Regions from separate parts of the Gossypium arboreum genome. Here region 2 is linked to region 1. A link is a contact called in public Hi-C data. All regions are on one chromosome and are shown on one strand. The core of a region is the stretch at or near the end of the contact, and the rest is flanking DNA. Distances in the headings are between cores, read along the strand shown. Region 1 holds the start of LOC108480437 (non-functional NADPH-dependent codeinone reductase 2-like). Region 2 holds the start of LOC128293134 (cytochrome c oxidase assembly protein COX11, mitochondrial-like).

The links. A called contact is a pair of places that touch in the nucleus more often than the background predicts.
Region 2: a contact with region 1 is called in a Hi-C map of leaf, with 3 times the contacts expected there. The contact joins the promoter of LOC128293134 here to the promoter of LOC108480437 in region 1. A contact is called at or near these places in 2 of 5 Hi-C or Micro-C datasets (both in leaf).

Annotation. Positions count from the first base shown.
Region 1 is chr1:44,094,298-44,098,356 of ASM2569848v2, forward strand. It overlaps LOC108480437 (non-functional NADPH-dependent codeinone reductase 2-like), which reads right to left and starts at 2,095. Exons shown (of 3, transcript XM_017783440.2): 1 at 1,676-2,095; 2 at 1,355-1,598; 3 at 593-1,235. The coding sequence starts at 2,049. The coding sequence ends at 831.
Region 2 is chr1:44,534,537-44,538,515 of ASM2569848v2, forward strand. It overlaps LOC128293134 (cytochrome c oxidase assembly protein COX11, mitochondrial-like), which reads left to right and starts at 1,798. Exons shown (of 5, transcript XM_053028646.1): 1 at 1,798-1,813; 2 at 2,201-2,253; 3 at 2,998-3,070; 4 at 3,156-3,257. The coding sequence starts at 3,038.

The DNA.
Region 1 (4,059 bases), core at 845-3,344:
ACGAGTATTTTTATTTAAAATGTGACATCAAAATATTGACAAAAAGAATAACAATGTTAACAATGGGACTTAATTTTCAATTCTAAAAGTAAATGACTAAATTATTAAAATAAAAGTACAAGAACTAAATCTCAAATTTGTAAAGAATACATAGACTTATGGTACATTTTAACATTTATACTACAAAATATTTATTATTAATATATTTATAATTTTAATAGATATTTATTATTTAAAATATTAATATTGAATAATTTTTCAATAATATATGATAGAATATTATTTAAAATTATTTTTTAAAATTTATTATTAAAATAAAATTGAAATATGAAATAATATTAATAATTTATTATATGATTAGATATAGATAATTAAATATGTATGTTTGATAATATTAAAAATTGTAATATTTTATATTAATATTTTATTAATTTTATAAATTTTAAACATAAAAATAAAAAATTTATTATTAATATAATAATATTAAACTTTATTTAAGTTAATTTTATATAAAAATTTTGCGTTAGAAAATGACTTATGTTTTTCAAAGTAAAGAAAAATTCAAAAAATTATTTTCAGTACTTTCCGGTGATTTTCTAATACTTGCAACATGTTACTCCACAAGAAAGGACAAACAGAAAAATAGGATGACTCTTGACTCAATATGCTCCACAATCACATTTTATTATCCCACATAGTTCTCGTCTGCTAAATGCTGGTTCCAATACAGTAAAACGATGGTCCCATACATACACAATACCATCAAACTATAAAGATCTGCATATGGGTCCATTTGGTTTATTTGTAATAAATCCAGTAGATAATGAAAATCAAATCTCTCCATCCCAAAGCTCTTCAAGAGACTTGTAAGGACCATCATCTGATACAAATTCCCCAGCTGGAAACCCTTTGCACTGTGGAAGTTGGCTTATCTTGCGAGACTCCTCAGCACTGAGCTTCCAATCGAAGATATCAAGGTTTTGTTTCATCCTTTCCTTGTTGAAGCTCTTCACAAGCACACATACTCCTTGTTCATGTGCCCATCTCAAACAAACCTGAGCAAGCGATTTTCCCTTGGCTTGGGCAATTTCCTTGAGTAGCTCACATTCCATCACCCGATTTGTTCCCCACAGCGTTCCTTTTGCCCCCAGAGGAGAGTAAGACTCGATAAGTATGCCCTTCTCATCGCAAAACTTCCTCAGTTTCTTTTGCTGCCACATTGGGTTCATCTCCACCTTTCACCCCATAAATCAATTCATACGAATCCATCATTAGTTACTTTACTATTAATTTTAATTGAAAAACATTAAGCAGATGATACAAAACATTAGGGAGAAATTAAAGTGGTTCTCACTTGGTTCACTGCAGGTGGGATTTTGGCAGTGGAAAGGATAGTTTCGAGTTTCTTGCAGGAGAAATTGCTTACTCCTATAGATTTTGTTAGGCCAAGAGCTTGACACTCCTCCATTGCTTCCCACACAGATTTTAGATAAATAGGAACAAGGTCCTTCTTCTTAACAGGCAACTCATATTCCCCAGGCTTCACGCTCACTGGCCAGTGAATCAGATACAGATCAAGATATTCCAACTTCAAATTTCTATACAAATCAAGAAACAATAAGTAAACCAATAAAAAGCACATATTGAAAACATCAAGGGAACAAAGGGATAATACTTGAGTGTTTTTTTGAGTGCTGGGAGAACACAATCATGGTGTGCATCGCTACACCAGAGCTTGGAAGTGATAAAGAGTTCGTCTCTGGATTTGATTAACCCTAGACGAAGAGCATCTGATATTGCTTCACCTAAAGGCTGTTCAGTTTGGTAAAGAGCAGCCGTATCGAAGTGACGGTACCCTACTTCGATAGCTTCGAGAATGATTTGTTTCATGGTATCAATGGAAGCACCGAAAGGGTATTCGGCTGTGCCAAAACCTAGAAGGGGAATAGCTTTCTCATTGGTTGAATGAAGAGGGAAAGTTGGGACGCTTTGATATGAAGTGGTAGACAACTGTGGACTGCTTTTTTGCATTTTGGTTCTGACATCCATGTTTACTGTATCTGTCAATAATATCCTTCACCATGCCATCTCATATATATTAAAAGTTTTTGAGTCATTGATCTTTTTTAATTATTACTTTGATGGACGTCTTTTTCTATTTACTTCTTTTTTTTTTAAAGAAAAAGTATTCTATCTAAATAAATAAATACAAGTGGGCGTTTACCCCCCCCCCCCGGGGAATAAGTGGGTGTTCATTATTGACCAACACCCCATTCTTTGAAAATCGAAAGAAGAAGAAGAATATTTTCAACCTTGATATAATCTCGTGTAAAGATATTGATCAAATTTGTTGGTGTTAATGAGATTTGAGATTGTGTTTTGTTGCTTGAGATTAAAAAATGTGTTTTTAATGTTGATGGAGTCTTAATTTGATTGGTATGTGTATTGTTGTTAATATAGGAGGAGGTGGGTTTGAGTATGCTGAAACGTATTATCCTCCTATTTATGAGTTGAGGAGGGACTATGAATAGTTCTAAGTATTGTCTCAAAAAGAATAAATATGATAGAATCTACGGTGAAATTGTTAAAAAAAATATGTTTTTAATATTAAATAATGTTTTTTACAATAATAATATTAAAATGAGTATCTATTCTATTTAAAAGAGTTTGTTTGAGTTGGCCACTCTCAATTAAGCTTTAACTCAATTTTTAAATTACTATAAGACTACAATTAAAAGGTTTAATTCACACTTTAGTTCTTGAAATATACTGGTTTCTTACATTGGTGACTAAAGTTTTTTCTTAGCCCACTTCAATCTTTAACATTATTTGATGTTCTCAATTTAGTCCTTACCATTATCAGGCCTTCTCTGTTCAATGTTTTGGTCACTAAACTAGGAATGTCTAATAATGTTAGGGATTGAAGTAGGCAAAATAAAACTTTAAGTACCAAATTGAGAAAAGCAGTATATTTTAGGGACTAAAGTGTGCATTAAGCCTTATTTTAAAATATAATAAATATTATTTTGAAGATACTTTTATCTTTTTCATACAAAATCTAGTAAAACATAGGATTTAAACCTAAACTTTCATAAAACTTACCAACCAATATAACCATTTCAATTATAAAGTAATATTTAATTCTCATTTTAATTTTAAAAAAATTTCTAAAACCCTAAAAAAATTTCTATTTTTTCTCCAAGTTGCTTGTTTCTTTTCTTGTATTTTGCCCAACGAAGGTGCCAATCTCCGGACTGGCTACCACTAGCCTCTTTTTGTTTTTTTTTTCTTCTTTTTCACTCCATGATCTCTTTTGTAGGTATCTTTAATGTCTTCACAAATTGTGATGGATTGATGATAATATCTATAATAGCCCGATTTTGGGCTTAGTCAGAACAGTGGTTTCGGGACCACTAGCCCGAGGTCAGAGAAATTATTTTTGATATTATTTTATGTGTTGTGGCATAATTATATGAGAGTATGAAAATTTTGGTGAATTAATTTTATCGATTTCATGCTTAATTGTGAAAAAGGACTAAATCGCATAAAGTATAAAAGTCCTATTTTGATAGCTAAAGGTGTTAAATTGCCAAGGAACCTTAATTGGGAGTCTTTAAAGGGAAAATAGACCCTTTTAGGAGAGTGACTGGCCATAGGGGGACAAGAGAGGTCAAAAGTCAAATATTAGGTGTGTTTAGTGACTTAAATGAATAAAATAAAAATAAAGGAAAGAGAAAAAAACACCATATTCTTCTCATTTCCTTCTCCACATAAAATACAAGCAAATTGAGGGTTTTGGAAGCTTAAAATTTGCAGTCACTCTCCATCTTTGAAAGTAAGTGATTTAGATAACCTTACTTGATAATTTTTGTGTTTTTAGAACTCCTAAAGCTTAATCTAGCTATTGAGGGGACTATTATGCAAAATGGCTGATAGTCTAAGGATTTTCCATGAAAGGAGTTGTAATATTTGTTGGGTTTTTATGGAAGAAAATGAATCTTAGTTGTTAGATATACAACTTTTGTGAATTGGTGTTCATGAAAAACACCTAAAATGGAC
Region 2 (3,979 bases), core at 548-3,047, 440 kb after region 1:
TAGTTAATGTGTCATAATCTAGTTTATATAATTTAATTAGATTTGACATCACAAGTCAAAGATAACAACCTAATTATGTAGATTATAGAAAACCCAAATCAAAATTACCGTAGCAAATGATGATTAGGGCATTTATGACTTTTAAGTTTTAATAAAAGTAAGGCTAAAATAATCACCACTTAAAAAACCACTTTAATTTTTCACAAAATATAATTATTATTTAAAAAACTAATTTTTAAATTTATTTTTCTTTTAAAATTATTAATTTTCACTCACATAAAATATTACTAGATTTCGAGACAGACGTGGAAAGAACAGTTTAATATTAAAATATATTTATCAAAAATTATTTAATAATTTAAATCATAAATGAAGTGGTAAAGTATTACGAATAAACTTCCATTAGTCTTAAGTTCAGGCAGTAAACATTTAATTTTAGTTGTTTTTCCTAAATATTTTATATAAAAATAATAAGAGATAAAAACTATTATATTAATATTTATTACTTTATTTAAAAATATTTATAAGTAATTTTATTTACCGAATTTGTGTTGAGTATCAACCTCTAAATAAATGTGATATATGAAAAGAAATACGAAATAAAGCTTGTTCTACTACAATAAAATTATATAGGTGTTGTAAAAATATATTAACATATTATTATCATTGCAAATTATACTGCAAAACAAATACATTGTGTTTGTTTCACAAATTGAATCAACCAACTCAGTTAGTAAAATTATAAAAGCGAATAAATATAATTAAAATATAAAATTAAAAATAAACAATCCACATTTATTAAAAACAAAAAAACTGCACACTTCTATAATAACTACAAACTAATTTACATATCTATTTTTACAATTTTCTTCAAAATAATTATTTTTCACTTGAGTGAGTCAAATTTTAGTCTACACAAATTCCTCAAATTTTATTTCCAGAAATTCTTTTGCTCGATAAATTATATTTTTTATTATTAATTTCTGACACCATCTTTTAAAGGGTTAAATAAAACTTTTTCTTTTTGAGAGAAAAGTAAAATTGTATCATATATTAACTTATAATTTTATCATTTATGAGATTATTAAGGGTGAGTTTGAAAAACTTTTGAAAATATCCATTTCATTGAAAATTTATAATATTTGATTTTTATGTGTTTGATTATCGTATTAAATTTCGAGTTAATTCAAAATTTTTAATAAAATAAATAGATAGATAACTACTTATCACTTACAGCATGTTTGGTTGAGTGTAATGCTAAACCATTACAGGTGAATTCAGTGGCCCATCCTTATTCCATTGTTTAGTTGGTTGTAATAGGCTATTACAGCCATATTCTATACAGCCTTATTCAAGGCAAAACTGTCGTTTACCATTCGGCACTCTATCCACGGAATACCCATTCAGCGTGTGTGAGTTTCAACTTTACCCTTCTCCCTCTTTTTCGTTCTCACGTCTGAAGCAACTTCTTTTTTTCATTCTTCCCATTTCCTTCCAACCTTCTCCTCTTTTTCATTGTCACGTCTGAATCATCTTCTTTTTTTCATTCTTCTTCCCATTTCCTTCCAACCATCTCTCTCTTTTTCATGCTTCTATCCTCACCAACCCTTTGACAAACCCTATTGTTTAGTTTTATTTTTCCCTTTGCTCTTATCTAGCTTCCTGTGAAGGCTAAAGCGGCTCCTTTCTTTCAGCTACCCACGCTTTCAAGCTTCCAACTTTCCCAGAAGCCCCAAGGCTGAAACCGAGAAGAAGACGCTACAAATACTAATTTGGGGTTCCATCCTCAATTTTGGCTAATACCCTTTCCAAGGTATAAAGCTCTCTTTATTAATTTCATCATTTTATTTCAAGCTTTATGTCCTTAGTTCTGATGTGGGTTACTTTTATTCGACTCGTTCATGCTCAAAATTTGGTCCTTTTTTAGCAAATTAGTCGATGCTTTTGATTAGTTTGATAGTGGGTACCATATCATATGTTTCTTTTATGTGAAAACACTGCTTTGCTCCTTTGAATTTGGAACTGGTAGACTGTTGTTTGCCTTTAGTCTGCTATATATATATATATATATATATATATGCTGTGGAAAAGTTATTGGCATTTGTGCTATTTTTTATCCTATCCTTTTATTATTTTCATGCTTTTCTTCTTTTCTTTTTTCTATTGGTTTTCAACCAGAACATATACTTGTTTTCTTTAGAGTGTTGAAGAAAAGATTGCTCAGCATGAAAAAGATGGGACAGTAGTAACAAGGTGAGCTTTCTAGGCTTTGGATGTAAGAGCTTATCTTCATCTATATTTTTCATGATTATCATCATAATGTCCTTTCTGTTAATTTTATTGTGATTCTATTTCAATGCTTAGTTTTTGTACTGTTTTATATGTTAAACCTGGTTCTGTGGTTTGCTTCTGCTTGTAACATTCTCAGTTCTACTTGTTGACATTTTCTGCTTAGATATGTATATGTTTATTTGGTTAGTTGTAATTATGATTATTTATTATTATTGTTATTGTTTTTAAAGTGTTTTAGAGCATGAAGTCATTCCCCCAATGAGAAACCGGTTACCATTCTTCTTATTAGAAAAATGATGGGAAAACGTTGAAACTTGTTTGTTACAAGAAACATTTGAGTATGATGGGAAAACAACTTAAACCAATAATGGTCTTAGTATGTTATTTCTGAAACAAATCAAGAAGGGAATGGGATGTTTTATGAGGTAAAACCATAAAAGGTGTCATAAGACAGATTGCAGGGTATCACTCCCTTCCGATTATACTCTTTATTTATATATAAATGCGACTTTTTTACAAAAGGGTAACAAATAGGAATGAGGTGGTAAATTTTAGTATCATTCATCATTTCACATCAGCCAGTTTGTTCAATTCAATTCATGCATTTCTAAAGATGCTATTATGAAGATGTTAGACTTGCATAACGATATGATCTTTCTTGTACTTCTATGCCTTTTTTTGAGAAATTTTCTCTTATCTTTTTAGGGAGATAGTAGTGCAATTCAATGTTGATGTGGCATATGGAATGCCCTGGAAATTTGTTCCAACTCAAAGAGAGGTTCTTAACTTCTCTGTTATTTTGGGGCACTGTAGAGTGCTTCTTTTATCAATTATTTTCTCATTTTTTTTTATTTTTCTGCTAGGTGAGAGTCAAGCCTGGAGAAAGTGCTCTTGCTTTTTATACTGCTGAAAATCGAAGTTCAAAACATAACTGGTGTCTCTATTATAACGTCACCCTAATGAAGGTACTGATACTTACTCATGCTCCATTATGAAATTTGGATCTTTGAAATTTGTTATTTCTAAAGTTAAGTTATTAGTGTTTGTTTAGATCTTTATCAACCTCTCAAACGTTATTTGGTTGTGTGAGCCGTTAGGCTTTTTAACCATTTCTTGCTAGCTTAGGTTTGACTTGTGCTGTTTAGGCTTGAATTATGTACATGATTTAGTAGTCTTCCTTTCAATATTATTGTTCAAATAATTTATTCTTTGTCATATCCTTGTTACTACATTTCTAGTTTGGATTGAGAAAATTGTCTGCTGAGCTCTGCTACTCATTTATCCTCTTGTGCATGTCATAGATTCCATGACATACACTTCCTTTTCTCTTTCTCACTCCGTGTCTAAATTTATTTCTAGAATTTTTCAGTGGAACCCGCATGAGTCTATGCCTAACCTTATTATTTTATATTTATAGTTTGCCATTGGGGCTTCTAGGTGTTACAATAGGAGAATCTGCAATATTGTTTTTCTAATGGTCTTAGCTAGGAAGAGTCTGTATTACAACTGTTAATTTAATCAGAATATTTCTTGATGAGGGTATCTTCAAGTTTGAGATAAAATTATTACAATCAACTCTTGTTTTAATTTTCCTTTTGCAAGCAAAAAAGGAAATAATATTTATGGAAGATAGGCCTAAAATATCCAATAGCTAAGATAGAATTCCAATCCTGAAGATGAGCCTGTG